Linked DNA regions of Drosophila melanogaster: regions 1 and 3 are each linked to region 2. Evidence: chromatin contacts called from public Hi-C and HiChIP or PLAC-seq data. All regions are on one chromosome and are shown on one strand. The core of a region is the stretch at or near the end of the contact, and the rest is flanking DNA. Distances in the headings are between cores, read along the strand shown.

What was found. A called contact is a pair of places that touch in the nucleus more often than the background predicts. HiChIP or PLAC-seq counts read pairs in DNA pulled down with a chosen protein or histone mark.
Region 1: a Hi-C map of the Kc167 cell line shows a contact between it and region 2, with 3 times the contacts expected there. The contact joins the promoter of CG32812 here to the promoter of CG14629 in region 2. A contact is called at or near these places in 5 of 107 Hi-C or Micro-C datasets (the Kc167 cell line, the S2 cell line, embryo and 1 more) and 1 of 6 datasets of contacts at active chromatin or transcription factors (the Kc167 cell line).
Region 3: a contact with region 2 is called in an H3K27ac HiChIP or PLAC-seq map of the Kc167 cell line, with 2.3 times the contacts expected there. The contact joins the promoter of CG3638 here to the promoter of CG14629 in region 2. A contact is called at or near these places in 8 of 107 Hi-C or Micro-C datasets (the D17-c3 cell line, the Kc167 cell line, the OSC cell line and 2 more) and 1 of 6 datasets of contacts at active chromatin or transcription factors (the Kc167 cell line).

The regions. Positions count from the first base shown.
Region 1 is chrX:1,285,839-1,289,015 of dm6, forward strand. It overlaps CG32812, which reads left to right and starts at 1,452. Exons shown (of 2, transcript NM_130543.4): 1 at 1,452-2,096; 2 at 2,154-3,107. The coding sequence starts at 2,208. The coding sequence ends at 2,885.
Region 2 is chrX:1,050,112-1,053,033 of dm6, forward strand. It overlaps CG14629, which reads left to right and starts at 1,414. Exons shown (of 1, transcript NM_130525.4): 1 at 1,414-2,520. The coding sequence starts at 1,429. The coding sequence ends at 2,388. The region is part of intron 1 of lncRNA:CR44779 (long non-coding RNA:CR44779); the gene reads left to right.
Region 3 is chrX:1,235,322-1,238,105 of dm6, forward strand. It overlaps CG3638, which reads right to left and starts at 1,363. Exons shown (of 11, transcript NM_166874.3): 1 at 1,124-1,363. CG11403 reads right to left here. Exons shown (of 3, transcript NM_130542.4): 1 at 2,707-2,784; 2 at 2,445-2,642; 3 at 1,552-2,386. The coding sequence ends at 1,754.

The sequences.
Region 1 (3,177 bases), core at 202-2,701, 240 kb after region 2:
CGGCCGCTGGGATTAAAAGAAATCCATGTTGCCGTGGTATTGCAAGGGCAACGCGAATGCGATCCATTTCATTTGAGGCAGTGCATCCAGATCCTTGGAAACTCAACGTCGCGCTGTCAGAGACGCCATATGGAAAGCGTCGTCCTTCAGGCATGCACTGCAACCCCCGCTCGGTAATCGAGTTCATTTAAATGCATTAAATGTGTCTCATTATGCCGCGGTTATGGCAACAGCAAGTCGAATTCAATCCATCCAATCCATCCAATTCAGCCTGACTCACTCGAATGGCGAACAGCGGGCCTCGGACATATGGCAGCAGTGGGCCGCAAAATGTTGAACAAACAAAACACTTTTTATGCATTTCGAGCGCCAAAGAAAGGAGAGCACTTCTGCAGACAGGCAGGGTGGAAATTATAGCGTCCAAAATGATGAGCAAGTTAAACGAGATATTGCGGTTAGTCGGGACACCAACCCGCGGATCGTCGTAAGCTGCAGTGAAGACTCCAACCACACTGGGAAGAGGACAACACAACTAGGACAAGAAGTACATACATATGTATCTACATACTTCTACTGTGGGGAGCTAAAGTTGCGACCCCCATTGTATTGTGAGTATTCGATACTGGCTAATGTTGTTGTTCTTGCTGGCTAGTGTGGCCAATTTATTATTGCATTTGGCAACTGGGCGGTGAAATTTCGTGCCCGCTTTGATCTTGACGCGTTTTTGACACTCGCCGAGCATTTCGTCGATTTTGCTCTGTGCCTCGGGGAGAGGAATCCGGCGGATGGGGCCAGCGGACAGCCGGCGGCATGTGGCCGCGCATTTTTCATTATTTCTTTTTTTCCTCTCGCATATACACGTATATGATTTTGTTTTCCCTCAAAACATTCAGACGAAAAACGCTTTTCATACACATTTCGGCGCATTACTCAGCTGCAAGTGGAATTGGCGGTCGTCAAATGTAACAGTTTTTCTGTACTCGTACGTATTTTTAGCTCCGGTTGGATCGCGCGATTCTATATGCAAAGCATATTCGTAATTTGTATGTTCAATCATAGCCGCAGAGGTCGGGGTAATTGCAATGGCTATAACTATGGCCATAGCTATTTGTATTTATTTGTCATCAAGCCCCAGGGGTTGTGAATGCGATCTGAATCAGCGTGGGTTACGTTGGTTCCACCGCGCAAAGCTCCAACTAACGAGTAGAATGCGAAATGGGCGTTGGGTCTCCTGCAGCTGAAACGTTGTGGTTCGTGTCCGAAATATCAGCTACGTTCGAACGAACAGTCCCTTCCTTCTTCAAGTCTCCACTAAGCATGTCTCCATTGGTTGTGGCGAGTGTCGAAGGTACGGCGTTTGTCATCCAGCCGATCCAGTCAACAATGCGACAAACATCGACTTCTAAAGCATTTGGGAGTAAGCAAGTTGAAAATTACTTTTGCATTTGGAGAAGTAGTGTCTGCTAGGCTTGTTAGCCGTCAAAGTCCTGCCTTGTCCGTTTAACGAACACTTTACCTTGCCCTCCAACCTTGCCAGCGGACAGGCACGCAACGAAAGCGGGCCAATTAGTTTGGTTGGACACCAGGGAGGGTTGGCGGAGTCTCGTCAACTGGCAGCTGGCCAAGGCGCACGCACTGTGGCGTCTCCGTCGCCCCTGGAGCGGGGCATCAGGTGACGTGGGCGGTTGGGGAGGGGTCGGAAGATATAGCACTTTTGTTATAGTGCGTCAGAGGCGACGACGACGATGGCGCGGAAGTAGCTGGCCACCGCCCTTGCCCCTCTCCTACTCGTATGCCAGCAACCTGTGGCCTTGACAGCGCCCGTTTTGATTTATGCGGCATTTTGCAAAAGTCAACAAATGAAAATGACACAGAAATAATGCCAAGAGAGCTGTTTTCCACTATTCCGATTTCTTTTGCCCCAAGGTCAGGCGCACAAATAGATGTCGGCAGTGCCACCCGCTGGACCTCCGCCATGGATACAGATTCCATATGTACTCCCTGCATCACAATGGCATGCTCCTTACCAATTAGAAGCAGTTTCAAGATATCACGGATTCGTTTAAAACAGCACTGGGATCAGAATTCCGATTGAGGTGAGTTATCTTCGTGTTTGCTGTTAGCAGTACGTCTTTTAACTTCAAAACGTTCAGAATACTTGTAAGTCCCGAAACGGAAACTCATCGAGTAATTGAAACCAAACCGGCATGGGCTCGGTAGGAAGTCGTCAGCTCAACCCCGTCCAACTGTGTGACCACCAGCAGGCCACAGGGCTGTCCGCAGAGCAGCTAGAGCAGCTGCACACGCGGTTCCGCAGCCTGGATCGCCACCAGCGCGGCTATTTGACGCCCACCGACTTGCTGCGCATTCCGCAGCTATCCCTCAACCCGCTTCACCGCCAGATCATCGACGGCTTCTTCCCCAGCCGTGACCCCAGCGCGCGTATCGGTTTCAAGCAGTTCGTGGACACTTGCTCCACCATTTTGGTGCCACAGTTTGGACGCGGTTCAGTGAGGCGGCGCGACGGGCGTGTTCAGAAGCTTCAACTCCTGTCCAAGATGTTTGACACGAGGCGCAGCGGCTGCATCACACGCTCCGACTTCCGCCAGATCATGCGCAGCATTGTCAATCTGGCCTGGAGTCAGCAACAGGATCAGGAACGTCAGGAGGGGCTTTCCGAGAACCGTTTGCCTGAGGTGGAGGCCGAGTTGCAACTTTTAGAGCATCAGGCCTTTGGCTTCTGCTGCGACCATATCTCATATGGGGAGTTCGAGAAGCGCCTGTTTAGTGTGGACGTCGACAGACGGCTGTCGATCGCCAAGTGGCTGGAGGACGATGACGAGGCCGATGCCGAGATGGTACTGCCAGTTGGCTCAGGCCCGTAAAGCACCACACGCCAAAACACTCACATGTTGTGTTTGTGTTTTCAATATACCATTCACTTCCATCCAGTGAGATAGGAATCAGGGAATCCTCCTTTATCGGTGTGGGTACTAGGAAAATTGTAGTCCAAATTGAGCAAATATAATTTAAGTCCTTACATTTAAGTTACAAAGGAATTAGGTCACAAAATCGTATGCGTTAAGTAAAAATATTATGAACCACCGAAGTGCTTTCACATTTGTACTTTTCGATGTTGCCTACTTTTCTGCGAGGGACATTTTTATACATCTGGCT
Region 2 (2,922 bases), core at 164-2,663:
CTACCTTGGACAAATGCAGAAATGCTAGCACATTGCAGCCAACTAATTGTGCGACGCCCCTTGCCGCCCACTGCCTGCCGCCGACTAAGTGCTGCCCCTGGCCACGCCCACAAGCGAAACAGTGAGCAGCAATTAATTGTGCTCATTTTTTAGGAATCCCTGCCACGCGCTTCATTTCAATTTGCACTGAATTCCCCCGTTTTTTGCCGCTTTGGCTTTAGCTCCGCTAGCTGCAATTTTCGGTATAATTTTTAACCGAAAATTCGCTGTGCCAGGCACCCTATGCTCGCCTCGCCAAGCCACGCCCCTCCCGCCAGCCGCCCCTTTCCGATGTTGTTTATTGCGCTTGCAACTTCCGCAACAAACGAAGATAAATTGTTACTTTCTTGCTCGCTGCTCCCGTTTTTAGTTGCTGTCGGTGTTCTTTGGATGGTCGTGCTGCTGCAAGTGTTGTTATATTTCTACCCCGCATAGTGGGTGGCATGGTGGCTGCAGAGGAAGACTTTTGAATGAAGCTTGATCCGTGTAGAAAATGTATTAATGAGCATTTTCGAGTGATTTTAGTAGCAATAGATAGCCAAGATATTCGCTAGCAGCTGCTAAATGTTAAGATTCTATATATATAATCATCTAATTAGGCTTACTGAACATGATTCAACGATAATCCCATGCGATCAAGATAAGAAAGACGATACGGCTTATCGCGCACCAACGACTTTTAAATTGCTATCAGCTCGAATGCCTCGATTACTTACTCGATCTCACGCTCTTTCGAAGCGGGAAAGTCTTAATGTATAGTGCCCGAAATTAATCCCTTGATAACAGCGAAACCAATTACGATTTGCCTTAGTTTCAACTTATTATCAATGGCCCTATTTGAACTGCAGACAGGTTTATCATCTTAGGGGCGCACATCAAACGTAATCAATAAAATCGAGCTATAATCGCAACTTAAGCCGTTTTGGGCCAGACAGCGCCGAGACTTTTATTGGGTGATTGGTCCATTGCAACTTAACTGTGTTTGGTCCATTGCAACTTAAGTGTGTAATGTTACACATTGGACTAAATCAAAAGAACTTTATTTCGTTCGTTTGGGTAGCACCCTACTAAAATGTGTGCTTGCTGTGATGCTCTAGTTTGTGTATAGTTCCGATACCGATACAGATTTCACATTCTCAGTTTCCTGCCACATTGGTTTTTCATACGGACGGCATACTCGTACTGTGTCGATGGTTATGAGTAAACACCCGACTGATTACCGATACACGAATAAGGCGGGCGATTGGCTTTGTGGGGCGCCCTAATCTCAGACATTGACCCCTCCGTCGCCCCAGCGGCGCAGCACACTACACCACCCCACATCGTGGAGATAAGAAACCGCGGCTGCGAGCTCCGACTCTCAGCACTTTGCAGCCAGTTAGTGCGAGAATGTCGAGCTGGTCGCTTTGTCCGCTTTTACTGGCCTTCGCGGTTCACGCCGTGCTTGGATCTGTGGATTTGGCTGGTTCCCTGGATCCGTCGCTGCTGGAGAACGTGGATGTGGACCAGCTAAGGTCAAACTATCTGCCCCAAGGCCTGCAAAACACCAATGTGACCTTGGCCGACTTCCAAAAGTGGCTGCAGTCGAAGTGCGAGAAGGCCAATGACCATTTGCCGAAAGGATCTGTTAACGCCTCTGCCCTGAGCAAGTCCATCGAGGATGCGGGCATTCACCTCGCAGAATGCCTCTCCGGATTGGCCAATATGACGGAGATCCAGGCGGAGATCGAGGAGGCGAGTCCCAAGGGCGACCTGGACGTGGTCTTCGAGAAGTATTGCCTCCGATTGCCGCAGGCCAAGACCTGTCTGAAGAACTTCAACGACGCGATCCTGCCCTGCCTGACCACCGATGAGAAGACCCACAACGCGGTGCTGCAGAGGATTGCGGACAAGCTGCTGGAGTTCATATGCTACAAGAACGGAGACCAGATTGCGCTCTTTATCGCCGAAGAGGGCCCGGAGTGCCTGCAGCAGAGTCGCGAAGGCATCGCCAATTGCCTGAACTCTTCCTTCGCCGGATATCTGCCCAAGTCGATTAGCCCGGAGTGGGATCTGCCCCAGCTGGTCTTGGGTCCGAAGCAGTGCGTCGACCTCTACGCATTCGAGACGTGCACCGTCAGTCTGCTGGAGAAGTGCGATACGATCACTCCCAGCAATATCGTGGAGTCCATGTTTCGATACGTGAGGAAGGAGTCCTCCTGCCAGCCCCACATCGACAGGGTCAAGCTGCAGCACCGCAGAGCCCTGCCCTTGACCAGTGGATCCCAGTCCGGCTCATCCGTATCCCTTCATCTCACCTGGACCTCTGCGAGCCTGCTAATGGCCACTTTCCTCGCCCGACTGGCCTAACATTCCCCGCTCTCTCTCTCTCTTTTTTTTTTGGTTGATATTTTATAATTATGTTTAATAAACTTTGCAAAGTCGGGAACGGAGTCTGTGCACCGGACGGACGGACGGACTGCTGCCCGGCGTAAGCCGCTTAACGGATTCCCTTTTCAACTCCGGGCATCTGGAAAGGCAGGCGGCTGTGGAATGAGGGTTAAGGAAGCGGGGCCCAAAGTGTTAAGCTGCATAAACACAAGCCTGAAATATGAACGGCAACTGGGGTCATCCCAGGTCCACTGTCAATAATTTGATTGACTTTAGTAGCAGAATTTGAATTTGAATTTGAATTTACGGCCAGGCAACGTCATAATAAGAACCTTTAAAGCCGTGTCACTGATCGTTATCATCACATTTTCGCACACATTCCAAATTCCATATTCAGCGTCTGGCAGGCATTCATTTCTCTCAGTGCAGTCGCACCATATTGCGCTTATCGGACGGCAGCAGCTACAGAAGCTATAGCTGTAGCAACCGAAACAGTGGAATATACTTGTAGAG
Region 3 (2,784 bases), core at 113-2,612, 190 kb after region 2:
TTTTCAACTGTAATAGGCATGTCTTGCTCTCCTACAAATTGCCATCACTAACAAAGAAGGGACCTGCGCCGCTCATTCTGCTCAGAGAGAAAAGAGTGGCTTACGAACAAGGTGATGGCGACTTCTGGATACCCTGCACATAATGTAGAATGTATTTAGAAGAAACATGTCCACGGACAACTAACGGCTATCATGCGATGCAATTACTTTGCTCTGGAAGAAAGCAGAAATATATATATGATAAATCAGCAGTGGCTTTCGTATGCATACGCCGTTGCATTGGATGGAAGGGTATTCTCTACTCTGGATAATGGGGAATGAAAAGAACACGATAAAGAGGAGGCGCAAATGGACAGTTGTAGAATAGATACGGAGTCCGAGAAGTAAACAAGCTGAAGGAAAAGCTATCGATAACGATATCGCACTCACTTGCACCCAACTCCAAAATCAACTTCCAAAGTGCAACTGCAAGCTGGTTTTCGACTCGAAGCTCTTTCTGCTGATTTTTCAGTTTTAAATGTGTGCCAGTTGCCTTCCTCTTTTGTGTTTTTTTTTCATTCTCTGCTTCCATCAAAGTCAAGCAAAACGAGTTTGCCAGTGGAGTGGAGACAAACACAATGGCGACAGCAACTAACAAGAATAACCACTAAATGGTGGGTCACCGGGGGGGTGGAGCATTAGATATTCAGCTCTATGATGCGCTATTAAAATTACATTTAGCAACAACCTGTATTGCTAGTGAATGCGTGTCTGAATAAACGGGAGCTTAGCTCTAGAATCTAGCCAATCTTGACTGCTTCTTCTGTTAGAATGGCTTTAATTTATATAATTTCAACCGCACACTGGCAGATTCACTGGGTACGTTGCCCCTTTTATTGGACATTTGTTCAATAGCGCCGACTTGCTTCTCGGTCGCTTTTTTGTAGCATTAATGATAAAAGACAAACAAGCATACTCGCTTATCAATGCGTGGGGGTGGGGGTGGTTGTGTGTGGGTTAAAAAATCGAGTGGCTGTAAAAGGAGTACCAAACTCAAACTTGCTTCGCCGCAAGACTTTTTATTTAAAACAAAAAATAGGTAAACAACATAACGGCATACAGAGAAAACACACACTGCACTCACACACACACACGAAGAACGAGTGCTTCGAAGGTTTTCGTTTTCGATGCCTTGCACGACGCCGTCAATTCGCTTTGAAGCCCTCGCACAGCTCGAATCTTTAGTCCCCGATCCACCGCACAAATCGGTTCGGCTTTACATGTTCATTCGCACAAGAACTTCTGGGCCTAAAACACGAGAACAACGAAAACACGGGGAAAAAACGCAGTTCTGCTAGAGCTGGAAATAAAATCGATGCCTATCGAATACTATCGATGATGGCAGAGAGGTGGCAAAAATCGAATACTTGTCCATGTACACCTGCAGCCCTGATTCGTTTCTCGGCAAAGTGCTTAGCCGCTGCTCGAACCAAAAAATGCACTATGCAAAATTTTGAGCACCAATAATTATTTTCTCAACAGATGGCTCTACTGTTCCTCTTCGAAATAATTAAAATTGCTATGCACTTTATTTAACCATTTACAATGGCCTACAAATGCTATTTTTATAAGAAAAAATAAAGACTTCAATATACTATACTATAGCTAAGAATTAAAGCTAAAATACAATTACAATCTAGTATATTGATACTATAGCTAAGAATTAAAGCTAAAATACAATTAAGATCTTTATGGAAGAAGGTGTACCCAAGGCTCATCTGCCCTTGAAGAACCTAGCCGTGCGTCCTTGCACGGCTCCAAAGCCTCCATTCGCGGCGTTCGCCTCCACGATGTGGCGGGAAATCCACTTCGGCAGTTTGCCGCGTATCTTCGGATCCGCAAAACGCTTATCCAGCAGATATACGCAGGCATAGTCCTTGATGTGGCGCACTGCCCGTCCTATGCACTGGTTGACAGCCTTTACGCAGAGATTCTCGTAGTATTCGTTGCCTGCGCCCGGTCCCAGTTTCTCGTCCAGGTGCTGCATTCGCTGGCGCAGCTCCGGCGACAGGCTGTTGGAATACGGCAGGCCCACTACGAGCACTGCTCTGCCCAGATCGTCAGCGAAGTTCAGGCCTTCGGAGAGCTTTCCTCCCACGACACTCAGGAGGAGGGCTCCATACGAAGCAGGTCTCTTAATGGCCAGCGCATAGTTGTCCAGGAGCTGCTCGGCCGATCCGGAGACCTCACGAAACACGCTTTTCCTGCCGCTAATCGTCTCGAGGGTGCCGGACTGCTCCAGGTACTTGTAGACCTTGTCTAAATACTCGTAGGACGGCAGGAAGCAAACTACTCCGCCCGGCACCACTTGGCACAGATTCCGAAGAATCATTGAGAGCTCCCGGAGCTGCAGTGGAGCCATCAATAAGGGAGCAAATATGGAAGACATATCAAAAGGGACTCACCATTTCTGCACTGCCTCTATGAGCAAACTTAAAAGACAGCGGAGCACCGCTGGGGCCATTGGATATCACAAAGGGCAAGATCGCGTCATTCGCCACCACGTGGTTGTAGAAACGCTCGACCAAACGATCATGGCAACCGGTAAATAGCTGCTCCTTCAGCTCCTTAGTGGGCTGCATGGTTCCGCCAGCGATCACAATCTATCGAGCATTGCACTGTGATTAAAAGGTGCATACATATATAGCATGGATTTGCGTAGCTTACCGCTCTGGCTTCTGCAACGATGTCGGCGAATTGCTCGGCGGGGTCGAGGAGTATGTACTTCAAGGTTCCCCCCACGGG